2 separate regions of the Sus scrofa genome follow, and region 2 is linked to region 1. The links are chromatin contacts, called in public Hi-C maps. All regions are on one chromosome and are shown on one strand. Each heading gives the region's core, a stretch centred on a gene start, on an enhancer-like site or on the middle of the called end of the contact. The rest is flanking DNA. Distances are from core to core; before and after follow the strand shown. Region 1 overlaps PTGES (prostaglandin E synthase). Region 2 overlaps GPR107 (protein GPR107).

Region 1 (3,814 bases), core at 743-3,242:
TCCTGATCTTCTTCCTGGGCCGCATGGTACACACCATAGCCTACCTGGGGAAGCTGCGGGCACCCACCCGCTCCCTGGCCTACACCCTGGCCCAGCTCCCCTGCGCCTCCATGGCCCTGCAGATCGTCTGGGAGGCAGCCCGCCACCTGTGACCAGCCACTGACGCCTCCTCGGCCACCAGACCACTGGCCACAAGCCAGTGAGATCATGGGCCTGGATTCCTGGCAACCTGGGATCCCGGGCTCAGTGGGCCTGTGTGTGTGCCCATGTGCCGCCCGGATTCCTGGGTGAAGGGGCTGATCGGTACTGTTAAGAGATTGGTACTTGTCACCATTGATCAAAAAAATCCTTCCATTTCAATAAGAGCATGAAAACCATCACTCCCTCCTCCGTCCTAAGACGGGGAAGCATGAGTGGAGACTCAATTCAGGTTCTGAGCCTAGTGACCCTCCGAATCCAGGGCTGTAATAAACCAGGACCTTTCAGATCCAGAGGTTGTGGTCCAGCTGGTCTAGAGGGGGAGCCTGAGCGTCTGTGTTTTTTAAAAGTCCCCTGTGAGGAGTTCCCTCTGTGGCTCAGCGGGTTAAGAACCTGACAGAATGTCCTTGAGGATTCAGGTGCCATTTTTGGCCCTGCCCAGTGGGTTAAGGATCTGGCGTTGCCATGGCTGTGGCATAGGTCGCAGGTGTGGCTCATATTGGACCTTTGGCCCAGGAACTTCCAAATGCTGCAGGTGTGACCATAACAAATTTGAAAATAAAATAAAAATAAGGAGTTCCTGTCGTGGCTCAGTGGTTAATGAATCCGACTAGAAACCATGAGGTTGTGGGTTTGATCCCCGGCCTCACTCAGTGGGTTAAGGATCCGGCGTTGCCATGAGCTGTGGTGTAGGTCGCAGACGCGGCTCAGATCCGCATTGCTGTGCCTGTGGCATAGGCTGACAGCTGCAGCTCTGATTAGACCCCAGCCTGGGAACCTCCATATGCCACGGGTGCAGCCCTAGAAAATACAAAATCAATCAATCAATCAATCAATCAAGTTGAATAGAAATAAAAATCTTCCCCCGTGAGCCCCTGTGATGACAAGGCCTGGGAGCCTCTGCCTAAGATGGACAGGGTGTGGGTTTCTCTGCTGGTGGGAATTTAGTGAAGCGGGGGTGGGGCTGTGCTCCTTTGTGCCCTGTTGACACAGAATGTGGCCTTGTGGCCTGGCCGCATTCCTTGGCTGGGTCCTCCTCTCCTTGGCCCAGGTGCTGCTGGGAGCGGCCCAGGGTAAGGTCAGCCTTCTCTTCTTTAGCTGCTCCTACGGGCTGTCAGGCCAGGACAAGGGGCTTTGAAGGACCAGCCTCTAAAACGAATATTCTGGCTCCTTCGGCATTTGCAAGGTTTGAAAGCCACAAGTGTGCACCCCTGCAGGGCATCGTGTGTTTCTGGACTCTTGTTCCAAGACATGTGTGGCTTTAATCATTAACGGAGTGTCTGACCAGCTCCACCCCTTGGCTGCTGGTTCCTGGCGGCCACCACTGCCCAGGCTGGCCGAGGCTCCAGCTCGCTCGCTGGACACTTCACTGGCTGTGTGTCTGGAGCCAAACTGACAGCACAGTTTCTGGCAAACACACAGACACACCCTAAATGGGGTGTTAAGTCACGCAGAAGGCAAGCAGGCTGCATAGACATCAGCTCCATTTTTACAGATGAGGAAACTGAGGCTCAGGAGGTGAACTCCCTCAAGGGCAGGATCAGCTCAGAAGGTGGCCTGTCCAGTTCCCCCAACCTGCTCTAACCACTGTGCACACCTGCCTCACTTTCCCCAACCCCCCTGGATGTGACCCCCTCCCACTGCCCTGAATCCCCTGAACTTCTGCCCAGGAGAATGATGGGCCAGGAGAGTGGGGTCCTCAACTGGGGGGGACTCAGGGGACCCTGGGCTCGGCTAGAAATCGGCATTAGCAGCGATCCAGCTGAGCTGGGAACGGGGCGTGTGCAACACTGCCCCCTGGTGGTGAGATGAGCCTTCCTTCTGGAGTTGCAGCTGCGCATCTGGAACTGGAAGAGCCTGATCCTGTATTCAGTGCCCATCTGAAGCATCTGGGCGCCGGGTTTACAATTCTTTTCCCACTTCATCCCCCCACCCTTTTTTTTGGCCACGCCTGTGGCGTGCAGAAGTTCCTGGGATCGAACCTGCACCACAACAGAGACCCAGGTCACAGCAGTGACGATGCTAGCTAGGCTGGCTTCCACTTGCTTCTTAAATGCTTCCCAGGAAGGAGGTATTTCGCTTTTTGGATGAGGAAAGTCAGGCTCAGAAGGGCGCAGTGATTTGTCCCACGTCCTGAGCTGGGATGCGTTGGGACAGAGGGGCAGATCCAGCATGTGTGATTGTTATGTTAGCATTTTTCCTCCCGTGGAAAGAGGGACTGAGAAGGCAAAGTGCCCAGCTCATCTCCTGGTGAGGAGAGCAGCTGGTACCCACGGGGACCCTGTGGCCCTGGGGTGGATGAAGGAGGTGGCCCCTCGGAGCTGCAGAGACAGCAGACCCAGGTGTTCTGGCTCCCGTGATGCTGAGCCCCAACAGTATGTGGGGGGGACAGCAGGACATCAGACAGTGACAACACCAGTGCTCCCTGCCCTGAGGAGGAGGGGTGATGGGAGCACAGAGACGGCCTCCAGACCTCATGGAGGAGGGCTTCCTGGGGGAGGTGGCCACTTACCTGCCATGGGGGGGAAGTCAGGCTAGCTTTTTGGGGGTGCCCCATCAAGCTGAAGGAAATTGAGGTGCAAAGACCAGCAGCGCTCAGATCCCTGGGGTCTTGAGGCTGGACGTGGAAGGTAGGTGTGTGGGGGGAAGGGTGAGGGTGGAGGGGAGACGGGGGCTGGGGGTGTGGAGGGGAATGAGGCGAAAGGGGTGAGCAGCAGCTGGGCCCATTAGAGGCTCCGGGGCCTTGGTGGGGAGTTCGGATCCAGGGTGAGAATGAGCAGGTGCAGGATCGGTGCAGCGGGGTCTGTGTCCTAAGAGGATCTGATCGTTCCCGTTGTGGCTCAGTGGTGAGGAGCCCAACTGGTATCCATGAGGATGCGGGTTCGATCCCCGGCCTCGCTCAGTGGGTTAAGGATCCGGCGTTGCCGTGAGCTGTGGTGTAGGCTGCACATGTGGCTCGGAGTTGTTGGTGGATGGCTGTGACTGTGCTGGCAGCTGCAGCTCCAATTTCACCCATAGCCTGGGAACTTAAATATGTCATGAGTAAAAGTAAAAAAAAAAAAAAAAAGGGAAAAATAACGAAAAACTAAAAGGATCTCAGAGGAGGCCCTAAAAAGTGAAACAAAACAAAACAAAAAACTAAAGAGGACCTCAGAGGAGCCTGTGTGGTGAGCAGCAGGCGGGGTTGACAGCCAGGCAGAGGCCCTTGCTCCCCGAGTAGCACAGATGGTACAAGGATGTGGGAGGGGGGTCCCCCAGACCCTGCCTGTTGATCTGGCCAAAAGTGTTTGCACTCAGCCCCACTCACCCATCACCAGGCCACCCTGGGCACCAGCTTGAGTTGACAGCAGGCACCTGCGAATTCCCCCGACTCCCCTTCTCTGCACGCCCACCCGACCCAGGCTTGCGCCCCCTCTCAGGCTGCCTCCTCCTCCTGACCCGGGACTGGGGACACAGTGTGAGGAGCAGTGGGGGGCAAAGGGGGGGTGCTCCAGAACCATAGCCCTGGGAGCAGGCTGGGACTTTGGGGCCCAGCCCAGGCCTGGGAAGCCAGAAGTGCCCCTGGTAGGGGCCTGGTGTCTGGGGGCATTTTCTGGGCTCTGAGTGCACAGGAAAG
Region 2 (3,814 bases), core at 591-3,090, 310 kb before region 1:
CCACAAGCCGTACTCGGTCGTCCCTTCCTCGGTGGACTCTATGATGATGTAGGCCACGTTCGCCAGGACCTACAGGACACAGGAGGTGCTGAGGCGCCAGGGCGTGGGCAGATGGTTGGCATGGGGACCCCCAGGCCTACAGGCCCCAACTTGGGACCACGGCGTGATTTCCAGCTCCACACGCCCGGGCAGAGGTCTGCTTCCCCCCAGTCAAGGCGCCATTTCTGTGCCCTTGTGTTCGGGCCGTGGGCTGCAGCAGCTTGGGGGGGGGGTCTCAGCTGCCAGCCCAGGGGTGGAACCCGGGCTGCAGAGATCAAAGGGCCAAGTCCTAGCCATTAGGCCAGCAGAGACTGCCCGGTGCCCTCTCCTGAGCTTGCCTTGCCCTGCTCCAGGGAACACTGAGGGAGTGATGCATGCGTGCGACCTCTGACCTAGGTCACACGAGGAGAGACTGCACCTGCCTGGCTCTCACGGGACACAGCTCTGGAGCCCTGAGCTGACTTGTTAGGAGTCTGACTGCCCTGCAGCCACCACACCGGGGACCAGGAAGAGAGATGCCTGGGAGATGCCCAGAGGACACCTGGGAGCCTCGCTGCTCCCACCTCACCTGATCAAGGCCTCCCCGCCCAGGAGACGGAGGCTCATGAAGACCTGAAGGTGACAACACCCCCAGCGCCATTTGACTGTAGTTGCACTGATTAAGCCACTGCCCAAGGTGAGAGGGCAAATGGTTACTGTGGTGTGAAGTTACTGGGCTCAGGGCAACTTGCTACACAGCCACAGGCGACCGGGACACTGCTCTCGGGGCACCTTCGGCCTCAGCAGAGTCAGAAACAGGTGGCACTCTGCATCAGATCCACCACGATGCCCATGCCCTCAGGCTGCACTCTCCCTGCCCCAGGGCTCCGGCTCCCAGGGTCAGATAACGGGGTGCTTTATCAGAGACCAGAGCAGCAAGGAGGGCCGGCTTCAGCCCTGGGCGTGCGTGGCCACGCCCATCCGCACAGGAACAACCCGCTCAGCCTGCTCCACAGCGTGTTTCTCCCCACCGCGCTGCGCTCTCAGCATCCACACCCTGCTTCAATTTCCAAAGTGAAGGCTGTGCCTTGTGTGTTCAGTGCTGCCATCAAGCTCTCAGCAGGCCATGCTGGCTAAGCAGACGGCGGTGTTTTAAAAACTGAGGTACGGAGCTCCTGTGTGGCACAGTGGAAACAAATCCAACTAGGAACCATATGGTTGCGGGTTGGATCCCTGGCCTAGCTCAGTGGGTTAAGGATCTGGTGTTGCCGTGATCCTGCACTGCTGTGGCTGTGGCATAGGCTGGTAGCTATAGCTCCAATTGGACCCTAACTTGAGAACTTCCATATGCTGCGGGTGAAGCCCTAAAAAATCAAAAAATAAAATAAATAAAAATTAAAAACTGGTACTACTGAGCATAAGGGAGCATGATTTATGAGATATTCTTTCGAAGATCATCATTAGGCTGAAAGCAGAGATGACAATTCCATGAGAAGTCCACGGTCCCCAATACTCTGTCTCCCTACAGGTAGCTCCCTACACGTCTACAAAAATGTGACACCTGGCGCTAGGACGTGGGAAGGGTAGTTTCTCTTACCATCTAGGACTTAGCAGCTAAATCATCACGGAAGCCATCTTTCACCTAATACAAATGCAAAAACTAGTTTGAAGTTTCACTGTCCTACCTCAGACCCCGCCTCTGGGCTCCCCCTGAAGCCCAGTCGCTCCTAAACGTCTGCGTCTATGACTCCGCCCATGACTGACTCCGCCTATGACGACACATGGGAAACAAAGCCTTTCCCAGCTGAAACGGCTGATGGCACTGTGTGCATAGTTCACACTCTTAATGGGAGGCACAAAATGCCCCCAGAGGGGCTGCTGTGGAACCAAGTGCCAACAATGTCCTTGAAACTCCTTTTTTTTGGTCTTTTCAGGGCCGCACCCAAGGCATATGGAGGTTCCCAGGCTAGCGGTCTCATCGGAGCTGTAGCTGCCGGCCTACCCAGAGCCACAGCAATGTGGGATCCGAGCCGCGTCTGCGACCTACACCACAGCTCACAGCAACGCCGGATCCTTAACCCACTGAGCGAGGCCAGGGATCGAACCGGCAATCTCATGGTTCCTAGTCGGATTTGTTAACCACTGAGTCACGATGGGAACTCCTGAAATTCCATTTTTACTTCGCCCACTCCCTACCCAGAAATGCACAGTGACTCTCTGTAGCCAAAGGGAAACAGCTGCACTTTCTAGGCTGATGTTGGAGGACTTTGCAGGCTAGTCCTTATGTTTAAATACTTATAATTTCCTTATATTTAATTTTTAAATGGCCTTGTGTCCTCAGTGACCTGCCCTGTAACTGTGGGCTGTCTTCCTTCTGGGGAGCACAAGCATTACGTCACAGTTCCGGCTGGGCCAAGAGGATGCAAACAGGAGGGGAAGGGGATGGAGCAGCAGGAAGACGGGGAGGAGGACCGTGGCCCATCACGTCCAAGCTCTGAGACCTTGGCTGGCGGAAGAACTCAGCACAGCAGAGTGGCGGCCCTGGCAGCTGAATGAACGGCCAAGCGCCGTGCAGCCCCTGGCCTCTCCTGCTCACTAGACGGCACTGTCAGGTCTGCCTCTGTCCTGGTTCTTTCCCATCTCTACCACAAAGCCCTTCTGGTCATGCAGAGGGGGGCGAACACTCTCTCCTTGGAAACCTACAGCAACTGGTCTGTACCATTCCTCGCGCACTAACCTATGTCCCTTAGCATTGAATGGGAAGATAGCCCAGCTGCCAACATCGCCAAACTGCCCATCACCAGCGTCGAGCCAGCTGACCTGGGGCCTGGAGAGCCGTCCCCTTCCCTGCGCAGCTGCCACACTAGCCTGGGCTCCGAAATGATCAGCTGTTGCGAACAAGTTTACCCAACAGATGCCCTCTGGTCGAGCAGCGCTGGGCAGCTGTGCATCTCAGCTAGGATCCCCCTGCTGACTCCGCGTCCCTTTCGTCCCTGTTCTATCCCCAGGAAGACTTACACGCGAGCCAAGGCTCCTCCCCTGAAGGGCTCTCAAGCTTGTAAAGCTGGCCTCAGCCCAGGGCCCTACACATACGAAGCATTTAATAAACGTCGGGCCCAATACCTAATATTCTACTCACTGACGTACGTCATTCACGGTTTTAAAATATTTTATTAATAACACCGCCGGGTAGCTGAGTGTCTCTGCTAAGAGGATCAGCTGGTTACAGGGCAAACAGAGGCAGAAAGTAGGCAGCGTGTCTCCCCGACATCTCAGCAGCTCCCTCGTCACCCACCGGCCCAAGGACGGCGGATGGTGTGGCAGCTCCCAGGGCGATGACCCAAGGTCTAGGTCATCAAAACTCAGGTCGAGACGCCCAGTCCTCAATCCCGAGGGCAGAGGCTGGGGTTTCCGGGACAGCCGACGCCCCCTGCCCACACAGGCCTGAGCTGGGCCGTGCTTGGGGTCAGGAGCGAATGAGACCACGGGGTGAGGGCCCCTTTACCTGGAGCGGGATGACGATCATGAAGATCTTCTTGTCTTTATCAGAAAGGATGTGCTTGATGAAAGCCCAGCCGGTGCCAATGAGCGCGATGGTGATGAAGAGCAGCGCCCCCTTCAGGCTGCAGAAGGGAAAACTCAGTGAGCACCAAAGGGTCTCTTAGACTCACTCTAAGAGTGAGAGCTACAGCCCATGCTACGACTTCAGGGATTTCTTGCAGAAGAGAGGCACCACTTCTCTCCAGGCTCCGCACCCCACTATCTGACCGGCCGCTGCTGCAGGGGGCACCCCCCC

What was found. A called contact is a pair of places that touch in the nucleus more often than the background predicts.
Region 2: a Hi-C map of alveolar macrophages shows a contact between it and region 1, with 2.5 times the contacts expected there. The contact joins two enhancer-like sites. A contact is called at or near these places in 4 of 47 Hi-C or Micro-C datasets (alveolar macrophages, blood, mesenteric adipose tissue and 1 more).

Annotation. Positions count from the first base shown.
Region 1 is chr1:269,908,744-269,912,557 of Sscrofa11.1, reverse strand. It overlaps PTGES (prostaglandin E synthase), which reads left to right. Exons shown (of 3, transcript NM_001038631.1): 3 at 1-773. The coding sequence ends at 152. Among named protein-coding and RNA genes, the nearest start is that of PTGES, 14 kb to the left of the region's middle. Within about 2 kb of position 1,992, at least 23 of the 83 cell types and tissues checked have an H3K27ac peak or open chromatin away from gene starts, as enhancers often do. A contact at or near this core is called in alveolar macrophages and skeletal muscle, where this site is marked.
Region 2 is chr1:270,223,352-270,227,165 of Sscrofa11.1, reverse strand. It overlaps GPR107 (protein GPR107), which reads right to left. Exons shown (of 18, transcript XM_021070180.1): 12 at 3,524-3,641; 13 at 1-69. Among named protein-coding and RNA genes, the nearest start is that of GPR107, 35 kb to the right of the region's middle. Within about 2 kb of position 1,840, at least 17 of the 83 cell types and tissues checked have an H3K27ac peak or open chromatin away from gene starts, as enhancers often do. A contact at or near this core is called in alveolar macrophages and skeletal muscle, where this site is marked.